Linked DNA regions of Rattus norvegicus: region 2 is linked to region 1. The links are chromatin contacts, called in public Hi-C maps. All regions are on one chromosome and are shown on one strand. The core of a region is the stretch at or near the end of the contact, and the rest is flanking DNA. Distances in the headings are between cores, read along the strand shown. Region 1 overlaps Itga9 (integrin subunit alpha 9). Region 2 overlaps Itga9 (integrin subunit alpha 9).

Evidence for each region. Hi-C and Micro-C count contacts between places; a contact is called where the count stands out from the background.
Region 2: a Hi-C map of liver shows a contact between it and region 1, with 2.3 times the contacts expected there. The contact joins two enhancer-like sites. A contact is called at or near these places in 4 of 12 Hi-C or Micro-C datasets (Schwann cells, kidney, liver and 1 more).

What each region holds. Positions count from the first base shown.
Region 1 is chr8:127,238,759-127,246,479 of GRCr8, forward strand. Itga9 (integrin subunit alpha 9) reads left to right here. Exons shown (of 28, transcript NM_001420002.1): 7 at 2,702-2,787; 8 at 5,089-5,157. Among named protein-coding and RNA genes, the nearest start is that of Trnaa-ggc2, 16 kb to the right of the region's middle. Within about 2 kb of position 3,948, at least 8 of the 93 cell types and tissues checked have an H3K27ac peak or open chromatin away from gene starts, as enhancers often do. A contact at or near this core is called in liver, where this site is marked.
Region 2 is chr8:127,456,936-127,464,656 of GRCr8, forward strand. It overlaps Itga9 (integrin subunit alpha 9), which reads left to right. Exons shown (of 28, transcript NM_001420002.1): 24 at 5,772-5,897. Among named protein-coding and RNA genes, the nearest start is that of Ctdspl, 60 kb to the right of the region's middle. Within about 2 kb of position 3,851, at least 6 of the 93 cell types and tissues checked have an H3K27ac peak or open chromatin away from gene starts, as enhancers often do. A contact at or near this core is called in liver, where this site is marked.

The DNA of each region.
Region 1 (7,721 bases), core at 2,698-5,197:
ACTCGACTGGATCCTGGTTTTCCCTGGACATCATTTTGAATGATGGGTCTGCTTCCTGGTCATGAGTAGAAGCAGTGAGAACTGGGGGTTTCCATGCTGAGCCTTACTCAAAGGCTCTGAGATGTTTTTCGATCATTTTTTCAATTTTTTAATTGTCTAGAGAGAAGGTAGGCATGATTTAACTTAGCAACCGCCAGGTAAGAGTGGTCCTGGTCTGGGGACGGTGGTGTGTACCCATGCTACTCCAGAGCCCATGGCCTCTGCAGGAGGTTTATGAAATCAAGAACATTTGAGCCATTCTGGACTACATAGTGAGATGCCATTTCAACAAAAAACAAAAATGGAGGAAGGAAAGGCAGAAGGGAAGAAAAAAGAAGACTGGAAGGGGAGGGAGGAAAAGAAGGAAAGGGAGAAAGGGAGGGCAGGAAATAGGAAGAGAGGGAAGGTGCAGACAGAAGGCCATGCCCTTTTAAGAACAGAGATAAGCCAGGCATGACAGTCCAGCCCTGTAATCCTAGCATTCTGGAGGTAGAAGCAGGAGGATCAAAACTTTGAAGTCACCTTGGGCTGCTTAGCAAGACCTTGTCTCAACAAAACAAAAATATGACAAAACACGGAGACGGGCTGCCTTTGTGTGATGGTACTGAGTCCCTTCTCCAATCCAGGCCTCACATAGACTGAAAGGGAAACTAAAGAAAGGGTGAAGCCGACAAAATAATGTCGTCTTTCATGGCTGCTTTATACAATCGCAGCCAAGGGAACCTCCAACCCTCTTTCTGCATAGAGAATTTTCTAGAAAGATGCTGGGCGGGTGTAGGGAGCTGGGGACTTGTCATTCCCGCCATGAGTGTTTTGCCGAGCAGCAGGGCACTTTATAAGCTTTGAGGTGTTTCTTCATCCAGCTCCTTCAAACACCTCTCACTCAATGCCATGCTTGGTGGGTAATCCAAAACAGTCTTCCAAGACAGCTGCCATCACTGCCGAGTACGGTTCATAGAGGACAGAGTGTGAAGGAGTTAGATGACTTGATAGTGAAGTCAGTTACTCATCCACGGTTTCTGACACAGGGTTTAAGTGCTGAAGCCCCAACCCCAAGGAGTGCATTTGCCTCTAGTGCTGAACCTCGGATGAAGCTGGGAACACCACGAGAGTGGGGGCTGCGCTTCTGATTCCTGGGGCGCTGTCTATTTGATGAAGGGAGAGACTCAGTGAGTCAGGGACTTGAGGGAAAGCACGAGAAGGACACAGCTGGTTGGTGGCTCTAGGTTTGAGGACAGATCCTGAGAACTCTGGGGCCTGTGGTTTCTCTCTGAGACCCTTATCTGCTGCCGGGATTAGCACGGAGCAGTTGACCTGGGTCTCACTCATGGCAGCCTTGGGTGAAGTGAACGTCTGGAAAAAGTCAACCATGTGGAAAACAAGATTTAGCCAGGCTAAAGTGATGGCGGCTGACATGTGTCACGGCAGTCAATGTTTAATCAGAGCAGTGGGGTTGAAGGTCATGAGAAAGCTTGAAGGATAGACGGCATTTTGTACTGGCCGGAGGTGCGAGTTTGGCCTTCCAGATGGTCTTGGGAAGGCAAGAGACATTTAAATCCAGCGCACACAACCATTTTTCATTGTTTCTGGGTTCCTTTCAGACCCAGATTCCTCGACTCCCCATCTGCTCACCAGTCCATGCATCTGTCCGTCATGGGTCCTTGTCCTTCTCTTAAAAAGGACATGACATAGTTGCTGACCTCAGCTTCTCTGGAGTCAGACATGTTGGGTTTGAATCTTGCTTGGTAATCTTGGGCATGGTTGTTCAACCACTTATTGTGTTATGCGAAAAAGAGAACATAAAATATTTTGTGCTGTTAGGAATCGAACCTACATACCAAGCAAGCCCTATTCTACCATTGAGCTGAGCCCCAAGCCCTATTCTACCATTGAGCTGAGCCCTAAGCCCTATTCAATCATTGAGCTGAGCCGCAAGCCCTATTCTACCATTGAGCTGAGCCCCAAGCCCTATTCTACCATTGAGCTGAGCCCTAAGCCCTATTCAATCATTGAGCTGAGCCCCAAGCCCTATCCTACCATTGAGCTGAGCCCCAAGCCCTATTCTACCATTGAGCTGAGCCCTAAGCCCTATTCAATCATTGAGCTGAGCCCCAAGCCCCATCCTACCATTGAGCTGAACCACAAGCCCTATTCTACTATTGAGCTGAGTCCCAAGTCCTCTTCTACCATTGAGCTGAACGCAAGTCTTGTCTACCATTGTGCTGAACCCTAAGCTCTATTCTACCATTGAGCTGACTTCCAAGTCCTTTGTTCATTTTCTTGACCTGGATGGGGTTTGCACTGTAGGCATATGCATGGCCATTCACGGAGTTGCACCTTTTCGTGTATGGACTGCGTCACTAGAATTCCATTTCCTCAAAGTAAAAAACACAGGGAGTATGTAGCACCTTCCTTGCTCCATAGAGGACCATCCTAAGGCACGGTCCTCCAGTGTCCCCACAAACATGCATTTCTGTGAGACAAGATGTTTATTATGAAAAGATTGGCAGTTGCCACTTGTCCTCCAGGAGGTCCATGTGCCAAGGATAACTAGCTTGTAATGTCTACTTACCCACCTGGGAAGCCCTTTCTTCTGCTGCATAATTTTTCCCTTATCTGACCTCCATCAAGCAAATCCTTGCTTCCTCTTCATCCTGTCTAGGCTATGCAGTGACCGCCGGCCATTTCTCTCATCCGTCTGTCACTGACGTGGTAGGAGGTGCCCCACAGGATGAAGGCATTGGAAAGGTAAGGAGAAAAGCCTGAGGCATGTCATGGTGCCAGGCAGAGGAGGGGCGCACACATGCTTCTCCGGAGGGCATTTCTGGTTTGTTTTGCCCCAACACTCCCAGATGGGTTGATGTGTAAGTGACCAGCAGACAGGGAGCCCGTCTCCCTCTGCTCACGCTGGGAGAGTTCACCTTGAAAACTTAGAGTATAGATACTATTCTTTGCCAATTCTCTTCTTGGCAAATAACTTTGTGTGTAGACATCACGGGACCCTTCCCCAATCCCTCCCCCAATAGGGAGAGCATCCAGTGATGTACAGATTCAAATACCACCATCTTCCCAAGCCTTTACCTCTGACTCGGTGGAATCCCATCTCATCTGCAACGTCTTTAGAGCTCCATGACGGTGGGTTTTATTTGTTTCCCCAGTGTTTCAGAAAAAAAAAAGTCCCCACTGTGTTCTTATGACCTGAGAACATGTAAATATGGCTTTCTCTATGTGTCTCCAAGAAGGTAGAGGACACTGTGGAGTTATGGCCTCTAAGGCCCAACATGGGGAGCTGTGGCTGTTGGTATTGTCAGGGTCCAGTCAGTCCCACTCAGGATCCCACTTTCATCTTACTGGCTGTATGCATTGCTCTCCTCATTGCTGTACCGAATACCTGTCAGGAAGCAATTGGGGGAAAGGAGTCTTTGTCATGGCTTAGAGTCTGAGGAGACATACTCTGTCATGATACAGAAAGCTTAGCGGCAGTCGGGAAGCTGTCTGGTCACATTGCATTTATGCTCCAGGAGCCGAAAGCTAACCTCAAGGCCTGACCCCACAGACCTTCAGCGAGGCTCCACCTCCCCCCCACCCCCCCAACCCCCCCGCGCTCCCCCCCCCTCCAAACGTCAGCTGAGAACCAGGTGTTCAAACTCGTGAGCCTATGGGGACAGTTAATGTTCAAACCAGTGTTGGGGGAAACTGAACAATGGTGTATACTTAGGGCCGTTAGTCCAAAGGGTAGATCAGTGAGTGATCTGTCAGACCATTCTCCTGGTTCATGAGAACCTTCGGCCAAGAGGTCAGAGAGCTAAAAGGCGTCAGCTGACTTGCTTGCCTGAGATGTGCCCATGATGTCCTCTCTACAGATGATCTCGGGCAGGAGGCAGCAGTTGCTGCCACCCGTGTTTTGGGAGTAGGGTGCTACAGAGAGAGGTCCTTTGAAAGTGAAACCAAATGTCAGGGCGCTGAGCTGGAGGCTGTGGAGGATTGCGTAGTTGAACTCTGATAACTTCTGTCCAGAACTGGCTCTGTCTGAGTCACATGAATTCCTGTACGCCATGAAAGGAGACACCCCAGTGGTCATGGCGCCTCCTGGGGAGGAAGCAGGGCTCCTAGACTTCTTCATGGTGACCTTTAGGATTCGGGTCATCTTCTTTACTGGTGTGAGAGCGTCAGGGCCTTCACACCAACATGCTGTTCCTTAGCTGGGGAAAGAGCCCTCAGCCCTACTTCTCATTAGCTCATCTTTGTGTCCTGTGTAACCAGAAGGGCTGGAGCCACGGCTCAGTGAGTAAGAGTGCCTGCTGCCCTCCTAGATGACGGGAGTTTAGTCCCCAGACATACAAGCAGCTCACAGTCCCCGGTAACTCCAGCTCTGGGAGATCTGATGCCCTCTTCTGGCCTCTCCACATACCACACACATGTGGTATACATTCACACACACACACACACACACACACACACACACGCACACAAACACGCACGCATGCACAGAGAGAGACACAGAGAGAAAAAGACAGAGATAGAGAGAGAAAGACAGAGATAGAGAGAGAAAGACAGAGACAAGAGAGAGACAGAGACAGAGACAGAGACAGAGACAGAACAGAAATACTTTTTGAAGGAGATGTAACCCGAGGGGCCAGAGATCCTACAGGGGATCGGTTTGGGGAGGTAATCACCAGTGCCAACATTCACCCATTTGTCTTAGGTTGTGCCATCCATTAAAGCTTACCTCCCAGGACAGGAAGAGTTAATTTAAAGAGAAAGCTTGTCTATCTACCAAGGGTTGAATCGCTTGGTTCTAACTGGGGAGGCTTCCTGGTCTTCTTGTGTGTGGTCTCTACAAACTGTGTGGTTCAGGAGCCGTGGTGATCCTTTCTGCCCCAGGGTTGAGGGAAGCTTTCTTCGCAAGTCATGGAGAGTTCTGTCCATACCTTTGTTACCATGAATCTGTGTGCGTACCTCTGTGGGAGACAAAAGGAAGACAAAGACTATGAACACCTTTAGTCAGAGCTCTCATTCTGACTAGGATTTTCTTTTCCCCCTCCATAGGTTTATATATTTAGAGCTGACCGAAGATCAGGGACCTTAATAAAGATCTTCCAGGCATCAGGGAAAAAGGTGAGTTCTTGATGTGGTTCGTGTGAGAGCCAGTTCCCGTCGAGGTCACCTATAACCTAGGGTTCATGCTCATCTGAGGAGACATGTACCACATGAGTCTCCACATGGCTAAGTTACAGGTGTGCTTTAAAAGCTGTCACAACCAGGTGCTGGCATGCAAATGAAGCATGTTGTCTCTTTGCCTCCTCCCTTCACCTTTGTCTCCCTCTGACTGTCTCATGGACACACATCTCCAACCCCAAAAGATCGGTACCGTCAAGGGCAGCCACAGAAGCGATCGCTTTCAAGGGGTACAGGCAGACAGATATTGTCTCTGTCTCATCTGACTGATGTCTTCTCCTTACATCATCGTCATACCAGGGGGACAGCTGTCACATAAAGAAAATGAAAATAAAACTCACCTTAGATCTCCGTACAGGGATGTTCAATCTACAACCTAGAGGCTGTGTCCACCACCACAAATGCGGTACAACACAAAATTACAGTTCCTTAAACACTATGGTGTGGGCTTTACATTTTTGTTTGTTTGTTTGCTTGCTTGCTTGCTTGTTTGATTTTGTCACTCTATCCTACTATTCTCAGATATAAATGTCTTGGGTAACGACTTTGTCTTCTTAGGACATTGAGTATAAAATAAACCACAAAGCCATTTCCGAAGGCTGCCTTGGAGAAGGGCTACCTACCTGGGACACTCTACTATGCCCATCTCCACCCCTGCTTCCTGAAAGTTTCCACTGTGACCCGTGAGATTAAGTCGGTAGATCGGTTCGGTGATTCGTTCACTTCCTTTTCCTGGGCTTCCCATCCTGCCTGTGTTTATGTAGCTTGGATCAGCAGGAAGGTGTGGCTGAGCTTAGGGGCTCAGGGGAATGAGGCTGAGGCCAGGAGGATTGTGGGACTCTATGGAGGCTGCTGGAGGCTTTAGTTGGCTCTGGGACAAAGCTTAGGGTGCATGAAATGTGGGAGGGAGGTGCCAGGAGGCTTTGCCCAGTTTCCCCGAGACGAGGGGCAACAGTGATTACTCCTTCCTGGCCCACTTCCCCGGTTCCCGCTTGCTTCCTTCCTGTCCGAGTTGTTCCTGCTGCACAGCAGCCTGGAACCATTTCACGGTGTTCCGACGGTGAATGATATTCGGGGTTCCAAAACCCTCGCTGCCGTGTACTTGTTATTCTTTCCAGTGGTTGCGATTTTAGCAGCTTTAGAACGTACACTCAGTATATAATGATCATAACCTTTGCGTGAAAAAAAAATGTACCCACAAACTCGGCTTTGCTCTCAGCTCTCGGAGGTGTGCTGGCGTGCGCTATTTTAACATCTCCCAAACCCCCAAATACTAGTGTCAGAAAGTAACCGTGAAAAATTCGCAAACTAAGTTTTGTATGCAACCCTGAAGTTAGGAAAGAGATAGCTACATACTATTGGTGATATATAAAAAAGATCGCCCTCCCCCGCAAAGAAAACCCCAAGTAGGGTGTGACTGTCACATAACAAATGGCTGGTGGGGTCCACCGTGGATAATGTGCCTACACGTGACAGTGTGAGCATTCTTTTGGGGTGGCTGAAGAAGGGGAACGCACCTCCATGCTGTTTGCTGAGTGTCCTTCATCGTCAATCTGGTTAGGTCTGGAGAGTGGCTTCCTTGGCCAGTTGTGTCTCAGTGAGTCAGCTTTAGGCAACGATGTGGATGCCTGTAGCCTTCGAGAACCCGTGTCTGAGCTGCCTGAGGACCAATGCAATGGGTTCTAGAGAAGACGCAGGTCTGTTTGAATGGCCTCCTTATGATGGGACCAGTCAGGTTCTTCCATGCAGAGACTGACGGGTTAAGGTGCTTTACCCCAGCTCCACAGCCGTCTCCCCTGCCCCTCCTTACTTCCAATCTCCCTCCATCCTTCTTTCTGTGTGTGTCATGCAGATATGCACACGTATGTGCACGTGTGCATGTGTGTACATGTATATATGTGCATACATGTCTTCCTCAGTCACTCTCTACCTTATTGTGAGAGAGGCCCTCAGCTGGGCTGGCTGGGCTGTGAGCTGCAGGGATGCCCCTGTCCCCTGCTTCCTCAGCCCCAGGATGCTCAGACTCTAGTCCTCAGGTTTGCACAGCAGGTGCCTTACCACCTGGGCCCCCTCCTGGATCCCTCTCCTTAGGGTTCTTCTCGGCAGAGCCTTTGTCCTGCTCTGGAATTAACCCTACACCATAAGCCTTTCCACTCTATCGACACCTTCTGCTTATTGCTACAGGAGATTCTCATTCTCTGGCCCCCATTATCTCATAGGGAGAGGACATGACCCCCCCCCAACCCCCAGGCCTCCAAAGCAAGCCTCTGACTTTGGCCTTTTGTTCAGGGCAACACAGACAGCAGGAGGTTCCAGCTCCCATAGCCGCCCACCACTTCTGCTTTTGTTTGGCTCCAGTTCAGTTCAAATTGCCTGGTGCCCTGGCTCCCTCTCAGGAAGAAAGAAAGCTAATAACAACACAAATTGGAAAAGAGGTCTGTTTCTTGAGCTGACGCCCTACAAACACTAAACACAGGAGCCATGACTAAGTCTGTGGTTCAGGT
Region 2 (7,721 bases), core at 2,601-5,100, 220 kb after region 1:
TTGTGCAAAGTAGAGAACATACAGTTCCTGTGGCAGGTGGTTTAGGAAACTACCAAGTCAAGGTCCTGGCACCTCACCGTGAAAGCTTCTTGTTAATGGGGCAGAGTCCTCACCTGCTATGACAGCAGTCTTAGGGCACATGGTGGTGTACACCTTCGATCCTAGCCCTCAGGAAGCAAAGGCAGGTAGATCTCTGTGAACTCAAGGCCAGCCTGATCTACACAGTGACCCTTTAGGGCAGTCAAAGCTACATAGTGAGACCCTATATCAAAAATAAATAAATACGTAGATAAATATATAAATACATAAACAATCTCATAGTAATCCACCAGCCCCCACGGCGCTTAAATAGATTAATTCATTTATGAAGGAAGAACCTCATATGCCCTGAGGCCACGTCTCCCAGGTACACCAGCATGTGAGCGTGGGGAAGGGCACGTTCACACCACCACACCAGGAGTCCTCCTCCATCCAGGCCGTCCCTCCTGCCTCCCTCTGATGCCTGTCCAAGGTTGAACTCAAGGCCACAGTGTGCACCTTCAGACTCTGCTATTCCTTTCTCTCTGAATTCTGGGCCCCCCCTGTCTGTCTGTCTGTCTGTCATCAATGGTCAACTAACAGTGGAGTATTATTCAGCTCTAACCAAAAAGTGTGATCCTGTCATTTGTGGCAACATGGATGAAACCAGAGGATATTCTGTTAGGTGTTAAGTTCAGCAGACATAGAATAAAACTAGACATGTTCTCCACAAGCAGAAACTAGAAAGGGTAACCTCACGGTAGTGTGTGAAGCAGTGTCCACCAGAGCCAGGGGTGGGTGGAGAAAACGGACTTGGGGTTTGACACGGATGAGGTGCAGTGAGGAAGCTAACAGAAGGCACTGAATATCTCCAACACAGACAGACAGACATCCAAGACGATGAACGCTCCAGGGACTTGATGGTCTGTTCACACACACACACACACACACACACACACACACACACACACACCATTAAAAATCCTTTAACAAGAAAACTCACGCTATGCTCACAAATATGTAGTTTTTCATATATCATTTAAAACATCTCGCCAAGCCCCCGCTTAGACAGTCATGGGGTCTCCATTCCGACGGCAGCGCTCCCTGCACAAAGGTGAGGCAAGCGCCCAGTGTGTGTCCCATCTGTTGGAATGGAGCCCCATGGAAACCAGGGTTATCTTCTACATCTGCACACAGAGGGCTCACAGACAACTCACCTGGCTCCCAGAGAGATGAGCTTGAGGGGTGGGTGTAGAAGAACAAGCCTGTCACCTATAACAGACACACTGATCCTGAGCCTCACATGTGGGAGCATCCTGGTCCCTCTGACCACAGCCTACACGGCCATCCCTTCCTCCCCTGGAGACCGAAGCTGGTAATGTCCAAAGGAAAGGCCATCTTTCCTTGGCCAAGAACCTCAGTTCAGGCTTCACCCCTATGATGAGTAAAGTGAGACTACTTAGAGGACATGGGACACCCTCCTCCGACACCTTAGCCACCTCCAGTCACTCACCCAGGATGACTCTCCTACCGCGAGATGTCCATGCCATCTTGGGTTCCAACAGTGTGGGCTCCTGACAGTCTCCCACACCGCCACCCTCCCTTGGTTTCAGCTTACACAGTGTTTTCTCTGGGGTCAGGTTTGGAGAGGGCAGATAACAACTCAACCCTCAATAACTGTGCCAGCAGAATCCAGCCTCAACAATGTGCCCCGAGCCCTCTTGTCCCCAGTTGTGGACTTAGTAAGTTCTTTTGTGCAGATTCCAATAGCCACGGGCCTCCCTCAACTCCCAGGGGTCCTGTCGTGGGAAGGCATTTGGGCTCCGGCAGTCTGGGAAAGTATGAGAGTGAGTGGGCAGAGGTGAGCAAGGGGCAGAGGCCACAGGGCCCTCAGCCGGCTGCAGATGGAGCTGTTGAACACAAGCAGTGGGGCGCTTGGTGTGACATGGGAAGATCCTTTCATTTCCTCACGATTTTGACCAAAGATGATTAGAGCCATGTTGAGGGAGTATTCTAATTTGCTTTCTCTCGCTTCGATAAACATCCACAGCCAAAAGCAACTTGGTGAGGAAAGGGTTTATTTGGCTTACAGCGTACAGTCCACTGTGCAGGAAGCCAGCCAGGGAAGGAACCTGAAGGCAGGAACTGATGCAGAGGCCATGGAGAAGTCCTGTCACTAGCTTCCTGTCCTTGGCTCACTCAACCTGACTTTTTTTTACAGCACCCAGAACCATGAGCCCGGAGATGGCACTGCCCACAGTGAGCTGGGCCCTCCGGCATTAACCATTAATCAAGAGAATTCATGATGGGTTTTCCCAAGGCTGATCTGTTTTCGTTTGTCTTGTTTTAACAACTGAAGTTCTCTAGACAAAACTAACCAGCCCGTGGGGTAAGGTTTTAGCAATTGCTTATCTACAGAATGGGAGATGAGGTGGCCCCTGGCTGAGAAGTTGGCTCTGTGAGTAAAGGTGCTGTTTAGTAAGTCGAGCGACCTGAGTTTGATTCCCAGGACCCTAATGGCAGGACAGAACTGACTCTGACCTCCACATATGCACCGTGGCACACACATCCTCCTCCATTCTCACAGACACGGGATGCTCCAGGGAAGCCATACATATGATCCGGGAAGCCTGTGATCAGCTCCGAGGAGTAACCGTGTAGGCCACTGTGCTAATTCTAGGGATAAGGAAACCAAGGCCCAGGAGACTCAAGTTGTCATGGTTGTGAAGAAGCAGAACTGGGCTGCAGTGGGTACCGCTGAATATTCAAGAGCGTAACCAGACATGGTGGCACACGCCTTTAACCCCAGCTGTTGGGAGGCAGAGGCAGACAAATCTCTGTGTTCGGGGCCAGTCTAGTCTACAGAGCGAGTTCCAGGACAGCCAGAGCTATACAGAGAAACCCTGTCTATAAAAGCCAAAAAAGTCCATGAGGTTGGAGAGGCAGCTCAGAGGGTGACGTGCTCACCTTACTAGCACGAAGACCTGAGTTCAATCCCCAGCACCCACACTAAAAAGATAGGGGTCAGGAATGGAGAGATGGCTCAGTGGTTAAGAGCACTGACTGCTCTTCCAGAGGTCCTGAGTCCTAGCAGGACCCCTGGGTTCAACTCCCAGCAACCACATGGTGGTTCACAACCATCTGTGATGAGATCCAATGTCGTCTTCTGGTGTGTCTGAAGACAGCTACAGTGTACTTATATATAATTAATAAATAAATCTTTAAAGAAAAAAAAGCTAGGGGTCAGGGCTCGCGTTCGTAATCCTAGTGCTGGGGAACTAGGGACAGGAGGATCCTTAGGGGTCACCAGACAGGCCATCTAGTCTAACTGGTAAGTTCCAGGCCACCGAGGCCACCTCAGAGAAGGGAGATGGCATCTCTGGAGCTGATGCTCAAGGTCGTCCTCAGGTCTCTGTGTACACATGTGCCGGCAAACACAAACATGGGCACACATTGTCTGGAAGCGTACCACATGATTCACAACAGTCAAGTCATCGACCTGACCCTAGGTGCTGATCCGCAGAGGCAGAGGCCTGTGCTGTGCAGACATTGTAGACCATAGAGATGAGTGAACTCTGTCAAACACAGGACAAGGATGCAGTTTGAGATCATCGTGTTCAATGAAATAAGAGGGGAGGGGACAGAGGACAAGAGTGGTGGGTGGGATAGCATCCGCTCTCTGGGTTCCTTCTTCTGGGTCCAGGCTGCTGCTAACAGCCAACCATGTGACCTTGGATAATTCACCAATCTTAAGGCCTCAGGTCCTTATCTGTCAGCCAAGGCCAAGGACTGATCTGGGAACGGCCTTCCAAACACAACATTCCAGGGTACTCTGTTCCCCTTCCAGGCCCAGAGACAGCACAGAGTGGCCTGGCCTCCCAGCCTGCAGGCACTCATACCTCCCGTGGGCTGGCCAGCAGTCAGCTTTCGGTTGGGAGCTGAGAGGAGACGGTGGCAAAATGGGTCACCATGAAGAATTCTGGGTAAAAAGAGGGTGGATGTCTGTCTTCCTCCCTGACTCCACCACAGTCTGTCCTTGACCACTGAACCCAGTGCTAGGGTGTGGGTATGGTGCATGGCCCACTCTCAAGAGCCCCTCTACAGGTCTGCCTTCTTATCTTCCTATAAATCCATCTTTAAAATGGCACCAGATACGGCCCTGGCCCACGGGACTGTTGTGAAGCAGATGTGAAAGTGTGAAGGGCACTCAGAGCTGGTCCTGGATGTTACCGTGACTGTGACCTGTTCATCCTCTCAGAGGAGTGCCTCCCTGTGGTGACCCTTGTCAGGGACTGAGTGGCTGAATTTTAGCTGCACCAGATCAGACACCATAGAGACCCCGGGAGCCTTCAGTCTCCTGCTGAACCAAGACCACCCTGAGCCTCCCAGAAAAGTGGGTTATTTCCTGATTAAAATGATTCCCGTATAAGCACAGTCAGGAGCATGTTGGCGAGGTTTTCATCTACCACCACCAACTTCAGCTTCTGCTTCCTGCCCCACATTCCACTGGGGGCAGACTGTCATAAGGCATCAGATCCCCTGACCATCACTTCCCTGCACACGCACCATCCCAGAGATGCCCTGTGGAAGAAGAAATTAGTTCTGGCTGTGACTCTGTCCAGCAAGGCCTGGCTGTTTCTCATGCACTTTGCTGCCGCTCCCAACCTCTACCCCCTCTCTGCTGGCACCTGTAGCCGGGTGTCACCATGATCTTCTCACATTGGGGACTCGCTCTTACGTGAAACCAGCTAGGGTGGGTTGGCAATCAGGTTTCTCCCCCTGCCTGGAAGGCCAGAGCACCAGTTTTCAGAATGCCAAGGAACTCTTGGCCTGCCTCTGATTTCAGGGAGGTCTATCCTACAAGGCTTTCTGGGTACCAACCAGGGGTGCAGTGTGATAGCCAGGCCTTGGGGCTCGGGGGTCTTCACTGGAACTTCTGTGCAGAAAACTTCTCTGGGCCTGTCAGCATTGTCCCTTCTGGGTGGAACAAACTGGGGAAGGGGAGACCACACACTTGAGAATGAAAGGAGACAGATGGTCTGAGAGCAAGAGTTCTCAAAACCAAACCTCAGATACCCACCACAAGGTTTGTACTCCAGTGGGAGCAGAATTGAGGACCCAGAGCAATTCTTGGTACACTTTTTATCTTTAAATCTCTCAAGAACAGATGCTAAGGGGTTTTACAAAATCTTGGTGGCTCCATGGAACCTTCTAGAAACTTCCAACAGTGGACCATACATGAGGCCCACTTATAAGCTCTGATGGACCTAAGGTCCCAGAAGACCTGAGTTCCAGACCAGAGCTCTTAATTATGTTAGCACATGACTTGGATTTCTTTTTGCCTCCTAAATGCCTGTCTGAAAGGAAGGATATAGATGGGCTTCAAAATCAAGAAGCGGAAGGTTAGAGCTGTTCCTCAAATCTCGTTTGCATACCATGGTCTTCTCAGCTCAATCTACGTTAGGACCACATTTTCTGTCATAACTTCTGCCCTAAATACTTCTCAGCCAGAGCTGTAATAAGCCTGTGGGCCTGGCTGCTAGGCAGACTAAGGCAGGAGGATGTCTTGAACCCAGGAGTTCAAGGCCATACTGGGAAACAACAAGAATTTCACAAAATGAAATGCCCTTTGACCGTTCTTGACATCTAGAGAATGGTAGCAGGGAGAGTCTATGCTCAGCTGCTATGCCAGATGCTTCTAGATCTGTTCTTTCTTAGGCCGCTGGCTCTAACAGGTCTCTCTCCGTTTCCAGGTGAGCCAAGAGAAGGGTAACTGCTCCTTACAAAGGAACCCAACCCCCTGCATCATCCCTCAAGAACAAGAAAACATCTTCCACACCATATTTGCTTTTTTCTCCAAGTCCGGAAGAAAAGTGTTGGTAAGAATGTGCTCGGTGGCAGGGGCCCTGTGAGGGTGGGCCTCACAGGGAAGGCATGTCAGAGACGAGAGGCCGCTCTTCTACTTGGTGTTCCTTGTTTCTCAAATCCGGTTTTCATCGGTTAACTCAAAAAGGCTCAAGGACTGTGATCAAACCCTATTTTTCAGCCCAGGATTTCCGTCAAACTGTTAAAGCTAAATGCCAAATCCCATTGCCTGACTGACAGAAAACCTACTGCCCAGGAAGCAAACGATTTCTTCTCCTAGAAGGAACCTACAGTACAATGGGGGAACCTGCTAGCGATTTCTATTAAAATTAAACACGTATGCAGTACACCCCACACACACTTGAACACCTCTCCCTCTCCTCGAAGAGCTCGGCGGTCTGCTACTAGAGGTTTAGAATTTTTTTTTTCCCTGCTTGCCTGCCGTTTCACTTCTTTTTGCTATGACAATGTACCCTGGCATAAGCCTCTTAGGAGAGAAAGAGTTAATTTTAGCTACAATTCCCAGGGTGCAGTCCACCACTGTGCAGAAGTCAGGAGACACCTAGTCATCTTGCATCCACAGTGAAGAAACAGAGAGGAAAGAGTTAAGACATCCCTGCTGTGCTCAGCTCACTTTGTCTATTCTCACACGGTTCAGGACTGCCCTGCCTAGGGAATGGTGCTGCCCACAGTGGACGGGTCTTCCCACATTGATCAGTATAGTGGAAAGAGCCCCTCCCAGACTACCCTGATCCCTCCTTGAGACTGTCTTCCTAGGATTCTAGATTATGTCAAGCTACCCAGTGGCACACATGGTAAGGACAGTCCATCTTTGTAAAGGCCCTAGGGGACAGTTAGATAATGATGTCGGCTATGGGTTCCATTCAACCCCAGGTCAAGCTGAAAATGTCCCCTGCAATTGAAGCTTCACACAGGTACACATACACACACACACACACACACACACACACACACACACACACACACGCACGCACGCACACACACACTTTCTATATAAAGATACACTTCAAAATACAAAAGAAAAATTTCTCCTTGGTCATTGGAATAAAATTTCCCTTGGCGGTTTATGTGTCTCCCTGAGTGACACAGCTTCTTTGTTCTTTACACGCTCACCCCCCCACCTCACCCACCAAACAGGAGACCGATGTCTACCTGCCAAGGTGTGAACCCAGAATCTGCCGAAGTCAGAAAGCATTCTTGTTTAAGATTTATTAATTTTTTATTTATATGAGTACACTGTCACTGTCTTCAGACACACCAGAAGAGGGTGCCAGATCTCATTATAAATGGTTGTGAGCCACAATGTGGTTGCTGGGATTTGAACTCAAGACCTCTGGAAGAGCAGTCAGTGCTCTTAACCGCTGAGCCATCTCTCCAGCAACATTCTTGCTTAAAAATTCATAAAAGTACATCAAGATATCTACATGTTTCTTTTTGAGAATTGATTTTTCTTGTGAAATCCAACTTTTTGGTAGGATTGACCACATAACCACCGGGTGTCTACTTATGGACTCCCCCAAACACTAGAGACCAGAGCCCTAGTGCCCAACAAGGCCATAAGTCCTTCTACCGCCCTCTGCTGGTGACAGGTATAATTACATCCTCTTCAGTTTGGGGGAGGGGGGAGAGATGTTATAGTTTGCTTTTTGTTTTGTGTTTCTTTTTAAGCTACTCTTTATACCAGTACAATTTATATATTAAATAACAGTAACTGAATTGTGTGGTACAGTTTTAAACAGAAGAAATCCTGAAAATAATTCAGGTTACACAACCCCTTCCCCCCTATACCTTAATACTTGTTTAAAAATCACTTTTTC